4 separate regions of the Mus musculus genome follow, and all the other regions are linked to region 2. Evidence: chromatin contacts called from public Hi-C, promoter capture Hi-C and targeted proximity ligation data. All regions are on one chromosome and are shown on one strand. The core of a region is the stretch at or near the end of the contact, and the rest is flanking DNA. Distances in the headings are between cores, read along the strand shown. Region 1 holds the start of Tjp2 (tight junction protein 2). Region 2 holds the start of Fam122a (family with sequence similarity 122, member A). Region 3 overlaps Pgm5 (phosphoglucomutase 5). Region 4 overlaps Pip5k1b (phosphatidylinositol-4-phosphate 5-kinase, type 1 beta).

What was found. Promoter capture Hi-C pulls out the DNA fragments that hold promoters and counts their contacts. A called contact is a pair of places that touch in the nucleus more often than the background predicts.
Region 1: a promoter capture Hi-C map of embryonic stem cells shows a contact between it and region 2. A contact is called at or near these places in 1 of 39 promoter capture datasets (embryonic stem cells), 1 of 484 Hi-C or Micro-C datasets (embryonic stem cells) and 4 of 130 datasets of targeted methods (bone marrow-derived macrophages, embryonic stem cells, memory CD8 T cells and 1 more).
Region 3: a contact with region 2 is called in a Hi-C map of nephron progenitors, with 1.6 times the contacts expected there. A contact is called at or near these places in 2 of 39 promoter capture datasets (hippocampal neurons and pre-B cells) and 6 of 484 Hi-C or Micro-C datasets (the AML12 cell line, large pre-B cells, lens fibers and 3 more).
Region 4: a targeted proximity ligation map of pancreatic cancer cells shows a contact between it and region 2. A contact is called at or near these places in 1 of 39 promoter capture datasets (3T3-L1-derived adipocytes), 1 of 484 Hi-C or Micro-C datasets (muscle stem cells), 7 of 130 datasets of targeted methods (bone marrow-derived macrophages, cardiomyocytes, embryonic forebrain and 4 more) and 2 of 9 other capture datasets (adipose tissue and pancreatic islet).

What each region holds. Positions count from the first base shown.
Region 1 is chr19:24,223,257-24,226,311 of GRCm38.p6, reverse strand. Tjp2 (tight junction protein 2) reads left to right here and starts at 1,286. Exons shown (of 24, transcript NM_001376368.1): 1 at 1,286-1,461.
Region 2 is chr19:24,476,010-24,479,090 of GRCm38.p6, reverse strand. It overlaps Fam122a (family with sequence similarity 122, member A), which reads left to right and starts at 1,617. Exons shown (of 1, transcript NM_026520.3): 1 at 1,617-3,081. The coding sequence starts at 1,735. The coding sequence ends at 2,589. The region is part of intron 1 of Pip5k1b (phosphatidylinositol-4-phosphate 5-kinase, type 1 beta); the gene reads left to right.
Region 3 is chr19:24,696,865-24,700,080 of GRCm38.p6, reverse strand. The region is part of intron 10 of Pgm5 (phosphoglucomutase 5); the gene reads left to right. Among named protein-coding and RNA genes, the nearest start is that of Gm38581, 8.7 kb to the left of the region's middle.
Region 4 is chr19:24,341,422-24,344,421 of GRCm38.p6, reverse strand. The region is part of intron 13 of Pip5k1b (phosphatidylinositol-4-phosphate 5-kinase, type 1 beta); the gene reads left to right. Among named protein-coding and RNA genes, the nearest start is that of Fxn, 62 kb to the right of the region's middle.

The DNA.
Region 1 (3,055 bases), core at 37-2,536, 250 kb after region 2:
TTTTCGGGGGCTGGTAAATCCAAGGATCTGTCTCCCCAGCTCTGGGATTACAAATCTGTGCTACCACTCCTGGTTTCTCTTGTTGGGGTTTTGTTTTTGTTGTTGTTGTTTTTGTTCTTTTTTTTTTTTCCTTGAGAGAGTGTCTCAGTTGACATAGTTACTCCTGGCGAAAGGGTTTTGTGGGGAGGAGAGGGCGCTCGTGCGCGAAGTTGCCTGGAATAGAACCTCAGCATCCTTTACAGGATTTTTAAAAAAGCAAACTAAAATACTTAAAATTGCAACGCAGTGGGCAAGTGCGAGCATTCACACCGCACAACTATCACCACTATCCATCTCGCCATCACCACAACTTTTATCCTGTACCCTGGAATCTTCTTAGGATTTTTTTTCCCCCCTGAGACAGGGTTTCTCTGTGTAGCCTGGCTATCCTCGAACTCACTCTGTAGATCAGGCTGGCCTCGAACTCAGAAATCCGTCTACCTATGCCTCCCAAGGGCTGGGATTAAAGGCATACGCTACCACTATCCAGCTTTTCTTTTTATTTTTTTTTTTTTCTTTTTCTTTTCTTTTCTTTTTTTCTTCCTAGGATTTTTTAACCAGACTAGGTTAAATGGAAGGCGAACTTGCGCCCCGGGTGCAGCCTTGGGCACTAGGCACATTCCTCCTTCCCCGCGGTGTGACTAAGCAGGCTCTGGGCTTAGTGCTCCGCCCTCACCTATTGTCCCCCGAGAGGAACCGGTATTTCCGGATTGGAGCCTCAGAGCCAGAGAACCAGGGAGGTTGGAGGGGGAGGGGGATTGAAATTGATCTTAAAACTTATCTTTCACCGATACCATTACCCGTTTCTCTTCTTCCCCAAACAAAAATCAACCCGTTCCACTCCCCTACCGTATACATACAGTGACCCACAAACACCCTTCCCGTGGTTTCTGAGGGGTGACTGACCTTTCCTCGCCAGCACCTGCGGAAAGACTGAAAGCAGATCTGGGCACGAATTAGATAAACCCTGCGAATGTTTATACTCTTGAGCCGAAGCTTGGGGGTTTTGCTGAGAAAAGAGGCGGAAGCGTCGCTCAATCCCTGCCCCACCGCTGGGTGGCGCCGGTGAGGCCTCCCCCTCCGCCAACAGGACGACCCAAAGTGGCGCGAGCTACTTTTTTTTTTTTTTTCCGGGTCTGGAGGAAGCAGGTGATGGCCACCGCCCATCTACCCTCCCCCTAACCACACACACTCTAGATAGGCACTTGTCCCCCTTTCTTCTAGCCCTCCAAACAGGAAATAGGTTGAGTCACAACAATACCCAGGAACGGCCGGTGGCGGAGGTCACTGGCTCCCGCCTGCTGCGGCAGCCCGCGGCACTCCGCCTCCGGACAGGCGCTGCCCGCGCTGCGCCGCCCGACGCCTGGGACCGTCGCTTTCTGCGCGCTGACTCTGCTGGCTGCCGCCGCCCCCCTTCTCCAGGCGAGTACCTGCGGCTCTGTCCCTCCCGGGGTACAAGATTGCTCTGGAGCCTTGGCTCGCCGCGGGGCAGCGTGCGTGAACGCCGGTTGTCCCCGTGGGGTTTGGGATGTGATTTCTTGAGCACTGCTTTTTGCGTGCGTACTTCCATCTCCCACCCTTGGGCAGCCTCGCATCACCGGGGTTGACTTAGGGTCACCCGGGATCTGAGTTTACGCCGCTGCTACAGGTGCCTGGCTCCTCCTTGTCCTTCCAGGCGGGGACATTGTTTCGCTCCCGCAGAGCGTCTCTTCTGCTAGATTCAGAGGGCCTTTGGGTTTCTGTTGGCAGCGATGGTATCTAAGGGGTGGGTGACCTGAACGGGCGCGGAGCGAGGGAAAGCTGGTGTCTGTGTGCAGGTGGGGGCGATCCTGGTGACCATGAGTCTGCCCCCTCCCCCGCCGCCGACAGGAAAACAGTCCCGTCGCTTTGTGAAACATTTAATTCGACTTTGTGTGTGTGTGTATATATATATTTGGGGTCTTTCGACTCTTTTATAAAGGACGAGCCGAGTTGTCAACACAGGGCGTTGTCAGCTCTCCAGGGCTGCTTTCCGTGGCTTTTCTATGGGACTCTCAGTCAAAGCCGAGTTGGAGATTTTTATGTTGGAAAAAGGCCACCGAATGCCAAGCATTCTCCGAGCTTGAAAAGGGTGTTTTCCAGGCTGCTGCAGTGTGCGAGAGGGTTTCTGAGCTACTGTCTCTGAGTTGTCCACCGCGCCTTCCCAGGTCCGCAGGTGTGCGGGTTCTGTTCAGAGGCTCCTCTGGCCTCTAAAAGTTTCCCGACTTTCCTAGTTCATTTGAAAGACCAGTTTCCTGGTAAGGAGAGAGGGATTCTGGGACATTGCCTGGGGGCCTCTTGAAAACCCAGGTTTCAGGCCGCACCCTAGACCTGTTAGCCCTGGGATCTATTTGCACTTTGACCTTTGGGAACCTTTGGCCCAAGAAAAGTGGCGGTGCCCAGCTAAGGAATGAATCACGTCGGACTCCTACTCAGCCTTAAATCTGAATGCTATTTTAAAAATGGGGACAGACAGTACAGCCACACTGGACCTACCCACTCCGCCCCCAGAGCCATTGGCTCTTTATTGAGATTTGAAGATATTTGGCTAACATATAAGGCTGCAGGTTTTTTTGTTTCTGGCCTTGAAATGTGCCTTAAAATGATACGGAACGTGAAATTGAGCATTTTAACCTTCCTAAATGTTAAGTTAAACGGCACCGAATGCCCTCAGTTTTCTTCAGGGGGCTGAGAATCCTGACTAGGAATGTAATAGGCAGAATAGATGCAACATTACTAAGTGGCCAAGGTAGGCTAGCTGCAGGATTCTGTTGTGTGCTTTCCATTAAGGAAGATAAAGAGCCAGGAGGGTTTTCTTTTGTCTAGACTGCAATGGAATGGAGTCACCTAGGGAGTGGACTCAGCCCGCATGAATTAACTAAGTATAGATTCCCCGAAATCTCTTAATTCCTCATTGCCTTGGTACTAAGTAATGAAACTGCACTTAAAAAAAAATTACAGGGCTGGAGAGATGGCCCAGAGGTATTAGCACTGACTG
Region 2 (3,081 bases), core at 368-2,867:
TTATCTCCTCCCCGCCTCCCTATTTCTTTGAACACCGAAATTTAACCTATTGGCAAATCTCATCCCAGATGACATCAGTGGATCCCCTTCTCCCCATTCCCTACTGTTACAACCCTACCCCAGTATTCTGCTCTCTGTAGCAGCTTTCTACTCTATCTTCTGGCCTCCACTCTTGCCTCTGGCCCCCTTTCAGCTCATTCCATGGTGTTTAAAGCAAAAACCATGCTGAGTGTGGCACGATATGCCCTTAGCCCTACTTCCTTTGGGAGTGAGGTGAATCACTAGAGCCCAGAAGTTTGAGATTAGCCTGAGCAATGACTTAGTGAGACTCCATCTCAAACCATAACAGATAAAGCCCAAGCCTATTATTCCCCTGCCTAATACTGCTCAGGGACTTATAATCATAGGACTGGGCGCTCAGTCCGTTGACCTCTCAGGTCACCTGTCTCCTTCTTGATTTTTCTTTCCTTGTTCTTCCCCAGACGGGTGGGTATGTTGGCCCTTCGCATTGGTTGGAACACTCGGCCCTGCCCCCACCTCCCACAGTCCACAGGATTTGTCATTTACAACTGAACTCTGCCCAACTGCCCCTCAAGGGCTATATATAGGTAGTGCTTGACCACACCGTCCCACTTCTACCTCCAGCCATACCACCAAAAGTCCCCTATTTTCTCATCCCCCACTCCCACCCAGTAGAAACTGAATGTCCTCACACAAGTCCATTTCCTAGCACAGTACCTGGTACATAGTAAGTAGGTATGCCCGAATAGGAGACTTGACTGAATAAATGAACACATACAACTTCCCTGTTAATGAGATACAAAGTTTTGTATTAATTACATAAGCTAAAAATCTGTTGATCTATGAATGTGTCTTTTTTTTTTCTTTCATTGGATTCCCACACCAAGTGAACATTAGTATGTGCACGGTTAACGGCAGAAATATGACAACTTTTTTAAAAAAGATGTCACAAAGCTTCTTCCTCCCAACCGCCTTAAGTCTACTATTCTCTCTTGGCCCTCCCCGATTCTGTCCTAGTGTAAATCAACCTCCTCTTTGGCCTTTTCCCTGTAGGTTCTAATCCCATGTCTTCTTCCTCAGACCTCAGCCAAAGGCTGCTCCTGTACCCTAATATGCTTCCTTGAGAACGCCCGGGAGTTCATTGTTCTCAAAAAAAGCCCAGAACTTGCTCTTGTCCACCATCAGGCTAACAACCCTGTCCTCCTGGTTCCTGTCTGTCACCTAGCTGGGTAGCAGTGGCTCCCTGCTTCCAGTCCAGTTTTACAAAGCGCCGCCGTGGCCTCCTTCAGACTTCCCTCTGGGAAGCCCACCAGGCCGGGCCAAGCTCAATCATGAAGCCCCACATCACCAAGGGCCTATCTTTCTGAGCTCACACTTGCTTCATAAGCACATACACTTCTCAATGCCCCGGCCTCCGTAACCTGCCTTCCCGCGAGCCCGCGCCCAGTGACTATTTGCGGAAGAAACGAACACTGGAGTCGCCCAACCACTGCTCGCCCCCTGCCCCCGCCGCGGCGCCGCAGCCATGACGCACTAAGCTGGCGCCGCGAGAACGGGCGTGCCAGGGCGCCTGCGCGAAGGGGCACGCCTGCGCAGAGGCGCGAACCCGCTGACAGATTCTCGAAGGCGGCGGCGGCGGCGGCGGCCTTGGGCCGCGGGGAATGGGAGTCCCAGGGCCCTGACTGAGCACCGCCCCCGCCTCCCGGCCGCGCCATGGCTCAGGAGAAGATGGAGCTGGACCTGGAGTTGCCCGCGGGCGCGAGCCCGGCGGAGGGCGGCGGCCCTGGCGGCGGGGGCCTGCGGAGGTCTAACAGCGCCCCCCTGATCCACGGCCTCAGCGACTCGTCGCCGGTGTTCCAGGCCGAGGCGCCCAGCGCCAGACGGAACAGCACGACGTTCCCGAGCCGCCACGGCCTGCTGCTCCCGGCCTCGCCGGTCCGAATGCACAGCAGCCGCCTGCACCAGATCAAACAGGAGGAGGGCATGGACCTGATCAACCGAGAGACCGTTCACGAGCGCGAGGTGCAGACCGCAATGCAGATAAGCCACTCCTGGGAGGAAAGTTTCAGCCTGAGTGACAACGACGTGGAGAAATCCGCCTCCCCGAAGCGCATCGATTTCATTCCGGTGTCTCCGGCACCGTCCCCGACCCGGGGAATTGGGAAGCAGTGTTTCTCACCGTCCTTGCAAAGTTTTGTGAGTAGCAACGGACTGCCTCCAAGTCCCATTCCCAGCCCAACCACCCGATTTACCACCCGGAGAAGCCAGAGTCCCATCAACTGCATTAGACCAAGTGTTCTTGGACCATTGAAAAGAAAATGTGAAATGGAAACTGATTATCAGCCAAAGAGATTTTTCCAGGGCATCACCAACATGCTGTCTTCTGACGTTGCACAGCTGTCAGACCCCGGTGTGTGCGTATCTTCCGATACCCTGGATGGAAACAGCAGCAGTGCCGGATCTTCCTGTAACTCACCAGCGAAAGTCAGCACTACCACCGACTCTCCTGTGTCGCCCGCCCAAGCAGCCTCCCCCTTTATTCCAGTAGATGAACTTTCCTCAAAGTGACTCACTCATCTTGAATCCCCCTCCCCCAATGGAGAGACAAAAAAACAAAAACAAACAAAAAAAAAAAGAAAGAAAAAAATCAAGTTAGAGCAAGCACTGAACTTTGTCGATTACGTTAAAGCCGTTTCCTATTTGACTCTTCCCTCTTTTTGGAAATTCCTGAAATGTTATTCTAGAGAATTTCTATGTCAGGTTCCTGGGGATGCCCTTGAATTCAGTGTAGTAATATTTTCGGACTTTTTATCAATAAGTGTGTTGAAGCATACATTTTACGCTGCTAATATGTCTAAATACATATGTTATCCCTTGATTTTTTAAATAATTGAGAGCTCTATTTATTTATGGGATTATTAAGTTCTGATGAAAATATAAATGTTGAATTTCAGTTTAGTAAACTGATGTTTTAAAATTCCATAGTTCATGGCACACTAATTTTTGGTGTTTTCAATGGTTGCTATTTTACATCTACTGAAGAATTTACCTACTTACAGC
Region 3 (3,216 bases), core at 66-2,565, 220 kb before region 2:
GTATGTGGTATATAGACATATGCTTAGACAAATACTAATACACATAAAATAAAAATAAGTGAAATATTTTTAAAAAGCAAAATTACACTAGTACTTATGTGTGTTTGTGAATCTGGATAAATTTCAAGATTTTTCAAAATCTGCAAAATTGGCCTAATGAGATTAAACATCTTAGCTTTTGATTATAACCAAACAGGGAAATGCTTTAAAATGTTTTTTGAAGTCTAAATTTTCAGGTATTTTGTTTCCTATTGGAAAGTTTCCTCCTCCTCCTCTTTTTCCTATGCCTCCTCCTCCTCCTTGTCCCCCTTCTCCCTTTCTTCCTTTCTTCCTTCTTTTTAAGCAGTAGCTTTGACATGATTTTTAGAGGAAAAATATTTTACCTACGCCAGAAAAAAAGGATTAAATGAAATGGAGAAAGAAAAGTCTAGTTGCCGTCTGTGTCAAACTGTTAGAACACGGACGGGCACTTCTCCAGCTGCCCAAGCTACACTGGTGTGAACAAACTTCCCTTGCAGGATTGTGAGGGACAGATGCCTTAAATGGTAACTCCCATACTCACTTCCAAATTCAGGATCCACCACAAGCAATGAGTCTGTCCTCAATGTCTATCCTTTGCTCTTAAGCATAACCTAGGGTCAGGATGGCCAGTGTGGTGTTCCCAAAATGCTGAGACACTTTGATGATGCAGTCCTGAGATCCTGCAGCTGGACGTGTCCTGCTGTTCTTCAGTCTGTGGGTGTTTGTTTCAGCGACTCAAGCTGTTCACTTCCGCTTGTGTTAACATTGTCTAAGTCATATTGACAGGGCTCAGGGATTTGCAGTTATTGAAAATTCACTTTTAGCTAGGAAAAAATGATAAGGAATTATAAAACAAGTATAATTATTGTTTATCAAACTACTTGGAAATTTCCCAACCCAAAGGATTCTTGGTTGGAGGCAACAGGCGCTGCTTAGAATTGCAGACTCATGCCTCCTCTCAGATCCACTGAACAGATCTGCACTGTCATAAGCTTGCAGGTGACTCACATGTACTTAAAAGTCAGAGAAGCCTTTAGTGGCTGGCCTTTGAGATCCTTATTTCTCCCTCTGCTTAGCAGGCTTGGCCTTCCTTCCAGATAAATCCTCAAATGCCAACCCAACTATCATGTACTTCCGAGGGCTCCTTAGCCTCCGCTGTTTCTTCCTACAGCTGGAAAATTACCAAGAGCACAGAAAACAACCCAAGAAAAAAAGTTGTCTCCGAGGCCCTCGGAAGATTTATTTCTGCTTTCCAGGTCAATTCACAGAAAGGAAAACAGGAAGACCAGTTTCACTTTGCATCTCCATAGAAACCTTACCTCAGTGTCAATCCACAAGTGAGCTTGTTTTCTTTGCATGCTATCTTAGCTAAGCTGCGAGACTCAAAATAAGCCCTGGATGAGGTGAAGAAACTTCTAATTTGATGTTTTTCCAAGACACGGAAGTCTTGCTAAATTTGTTGGTAGACAGTCTAGCACAACTCGCATTACAAGGAGAAGAGCAATTATTTAAAACACTAAGGGTTTGTATGACAGCTGAGTCTTAAAGGCACAGAACGTGAGAAGAACCATGCTCCTGTGACTGAGGACACATAAAGTGCATAGTGGCCCTCCAGGAACCCCACTGATGGCTTTGCACTGCAGGGAAGACTCCTTGGCTGTGGGTTCCCTTCCCATCCTCTGGTGCTATGGTGTTGGACTGCAGGTACAAAAAACATGGAGATGCTCTGCCACCTCTGAAAACTGCCCTGGTGTACCCAGAGTACCTTCCAGTCTGGCACAGAATTACTTAAAACCAACCCATCTTCCTAGGTCTTATCCTCTAGTGCTACAATTCCAGACTAGCAGGAAGTGAAGCCTAATTCTGACCCCTTTTGTCTCCAGATCTCTTCCAGCTGACTAGCCCTGTTAGAAAGCAGCATCCTCTAGGCGATACAGACAGGGACATCAGCTGTGCAAAACAGGCTCTGGGAGAACAACTGTACAGAGAGCCTGTTAACTCTCCCCAAGATAAGCAGTGTCACCAGTCCAGGTTGACCTCAGGAAGGGCTGGCTTGAAGGGACAAGGTGGTGCTTCTAACATGGAGGCAATGAAGGTCCTTGCCTAGGCCTCCACAGTTCCTCAGGGAGGAGAAAAGAGCTGGCGCCCTCAATTCCACTCAGTGGAAACGCCCCTGCTAACACAGGCCTGGGCCTGGGCATCTCTATTAAGCTCATCTCTCTCACAGTAGTTTGTCCGTTTCTTTCTTCCTATCTCTTGTTTACAAATATTTATTTAGTAAAATAAAACAGATGGTTGTCTTTGTCTTCTAGTTTATGTGTCGATAATAACTTAAAATAATATATTCCAGAGAAAATAATTAATTGTTAATTAATTATTATATTATATTAAGATAATAACTTAAAATACATATATTCCAGAGGAAATGATTGACCTATCTAGTACCATCCAAACATCACTTTGTCGTCTAATCACCCCTTATTTTGACCTATTTGTCCTTTGTATTCTATGGTCCATCTGGAATGAACACCTATATCCTAATACTACCATCCCCAGATGTTTAAAACCTTGATATTGTGATGTTTTGATTTATAAAGAACATTTGCATCACCCTGTAACTTTTTAATTATCCACCTACGGAAATACAATGTTTGATAGGAAAGTAGATAGATTTTTCTTTTCTCATTTACAAAATTCTCAAAGAATAAATAGAAATATTATTTATCCCTGAGAGAAGACTCAAAGACTGTCTCATGGTGCTTTTTTTCGGCTTCAGTGTCCCCCAGGGAGGACTGTGGTGTGTGAGGACAGTGTAGATGACAGTTCCATGCCTGAGTCACAGTCAGTTCAGAGTAATGTGTGCTGAGTTTACACCACTGGAACAGTGCAGTGGGGAAGGGATCCTAGTTCCTCCCCCCCCCCTACAGGTTTCTGGGCTCCATGTATAACCTGTCAGCTTGCCCTAGCGGCTGAGAATCTGTGTGGGCAAAAGAGAAAAAAAATCAAATCAAATCTAGATGCCCTAGATCTTTGGATATGTAATTATCCAGGTATACTCCCTGCTTTCTCACTGGTCATGCACACTGGTGTTATTTTAGTGCTTCAGTTCCATGATTGCAAGCTCAGATACTCACTAACACAGGGGTGAGTTTAAGACAGTAGAGTGGGATGGGAATTTGGGGGACACTGGTCTCT
Region 4 (3,000 bases), core at 197-2,696, 130 kb after region 2:
GGAGGGTAGCAGAAAAGTCACAGCAAGGCTTCAGCAACGTTAAGAACAGTTCTCATAACAATGGTACTTCTTTATAGTTTGCTACTATGGTCATTATCAGGAGCGTATCATTCAATGCCCTCTTGAATCATTTCCTGAAATTTCCAGCACTAAGGGAATGGTATTTGGGGTTGGGGTTTTGTAATGGTTGTGGTTCTTGGTGGTGGTGGTGATGGTGGGTGGGTAAGTGGTTTGTTGATATCAGAAGGGTTCTTAAGTGCTCTATCTCTTGGTAAGAGCTATTAAACTCCTGAGCATTCGCAGGGATTCTTCGGGCTCTGGCCTCCCCCTGAAGCCAGTCCTGTGGCCAGATAGAGTCTAGCTACCTCTCCATGCCCGCCCACCCAGCTGTGCACTCTGGGCACTGTGCTCTAATTATGCACATCTTCTCTCCTGCTGATGCTAGCTCACCTCCAGATGTGCATGTGGGAAATGGACCAGTGAGCCTTCTGTCTATAATACTCCAAGAGTCTTTCCCCTCTCTTTGGTGCTCCGTTGCTTTAAGCAGTTTTCTCTGGCATTCTACTGTGGTATTTGGGATCTCATACTTAGCTATCAGTCAGGGTTCAGTTGCAAGAACTAAACATGGACTCCATCGGAAGCAGAAGGGAGGAGCTGGGTGTTTGCAGTGTGTGAGGGAAGGGAGGCCCAGAGGCATTGATCAGTCATGGTCACTCCACTGAGCCCACCCTCCTGCAGCTGGGTGGTGCTCAACCTCTCCCAGAGACAACTGAGAAAGCATTTCTGAGATCCCAGGACGCCCTTACAAGAAGCCAGCTAGCAAGCTCAGGCAGTTTCACTTTTCCTGACACTTCTCAGCTGATGAGGAGACCTGAGGACCCTCTGGGTGCCACCCTTTCTTCTTCATCCTCTTGCCTGTCTCCTGCCTGCTCTCCCCACAGGCGTTTCTGCTGTTAGCCTTCTTGTGTACAAAAAGCTGGAAGATCTACCACAGTTACCTTCTCCTTAGGGAAATCATGAGGATCAGAGACTCAGGGATGCTAAAAAACCCTGAAGAGAAATATAGCCCGAGGAGCCCTGGGAGTGAACACCCCTGAATGCTTAGCCCACCGAGCTCAGCCCTGCTTATTTAGCAGGGAAAGCTAATCGGCAAACTGTCCTTATCATGGTTGTCTTATTTCTTTAGTACAGTACATGGTATTTCTTGAAATCAGAATTGACATGATTGTAAGTGTCTCATCTGGCTTAACTAAGTTTTAAAACCAAATACAGACAGCCTGGGGAGAAAATGCATCAAACAAGGAACGGGAAAGTACATCAAATATTGACATTGCAATTTACAGCTGAGATTTTTCTGTTTCTCTGTGAGTCATATTTCTGTTCCAAGTGGCCTGCTTTCTCATTTAAACACGTTATCCTTATCTGTGCTCATATAAGCTATAAATACTTCAAGTATCTGCTGTCGTCCTCTGTGTCTTTAGAGCCCTTAACGTTGAGGCATTGAACGGCATCCAGAGAAGTCCACACCTAAATTATGTATTGCAGTAGGAAATGGCTGTCTCTAGAATTCTTTTTAGACTATCTTTCTTTGTGACTTTTAAAGTTCCACTGGTTTCTTTGAATCTGGTTTGTTAAGTATACTCTCAAAATTGACTAGGGAGCAAAGAGAAAAGTTATGATGCCTTAAAAGTATATTTTTAACTGCTGATTGAGAGTATGTTCTCTCTCTCTCTGTTTCTTTCTGTTTCTGTCTCTCTCTCTGTCTCTCTCTCTGTCTCTGTCTCTCTCTCTCTCTCTCTCTGTTGGGTGGAAGGTATGTACATATGTATGTACACATCTGTCTTTCGAAAAGTCAGGAATCTGCCTGCCTTTGTCTCCCTGGTGCTAGAAATCTGAACTTGGGTCCTTGTGCTGCTTGCTTGGCAAGCACTTTACCAACTGGGCAGCCTCCCCAGCTCCAGAAGTCCATACTTAAAGGCTCTACTATAAGATCTTAGGTTAGAGCGTATGGCTCACAGGAATACAAAGACACTCCATCAGCAACCTGCCTCACAAACAAATCATAGGTTATAAATCTGAATTCCTGGTACTTGAATTTTTCTTACCTACTGAGAAATCTGTTCTTCGAAAGGAGATATGAACTGAGTGCCAACAACTAGAGGGGCAAATAGGTTTTATCTCCAAACTAAGAGCAATTCAACTTAGTGCTGTGAAATAAGTTATATACATGACTATTCATTCTTTCCATGATTCCCTGCACAGTTGGGAGCAAAGCTGGGGCTCTGTTTATGCATACAGGTTGAAAGCTCACTTCACCCCCAATGTATCTGTGCTCCCCCATCCCAGAAGCCCTTACCAGCATCACTGTGGTAGCTAGTCTCATGTATTTGTCCGTGTTTTCCTGGTGGCTCTCTCTAACATCTAGCCCACTATTAAAATGTGGAGTTTTATGAGAAGAGCAGATACCATAGGAGAAGCAACTGGCCATGCTGGGAGCCAGCTGGCAAAACCTTTCTAACTGATGAGTCCAGCAGCTAGATCTCAGGCTGCTGATTCGGAAGGTCTGACAGCAGTCCTGAGCCCTCTTCTTCCCCCATGAGTATTGTCAACCTAGGAGCCAATGAGCTGATTCCTGCAGCTATGAGTCTCTTCTCCCAAACTGGTCAGATTAAAGCCATGGCAGGAGAGCCCTCCATGCTAAAGTAGGTGAGAGACCCCTTGTCTTAGTTAGGGTTTCCGTTGCTGTGAAGAGACACCGTGACCAAGACAACTAAGAAAACATTTAATTAGGTCTGGCTTACAGTTTCAGAGGTTCAGTCCATTATCATTATGGCTGGAAGCATGGCAGTGTGCAGGCAGACCTGGTGCTGGAAGAGCTGAGAGTTCTACATCTTGATCCACAGGCAGCAGATGGAGACTGTGTACCAAACTGGGGATATCTTGAGTATATATGAGACCTCAGAGCCTGCCTCCATAATAACACACTTCCTCCATCAAGGC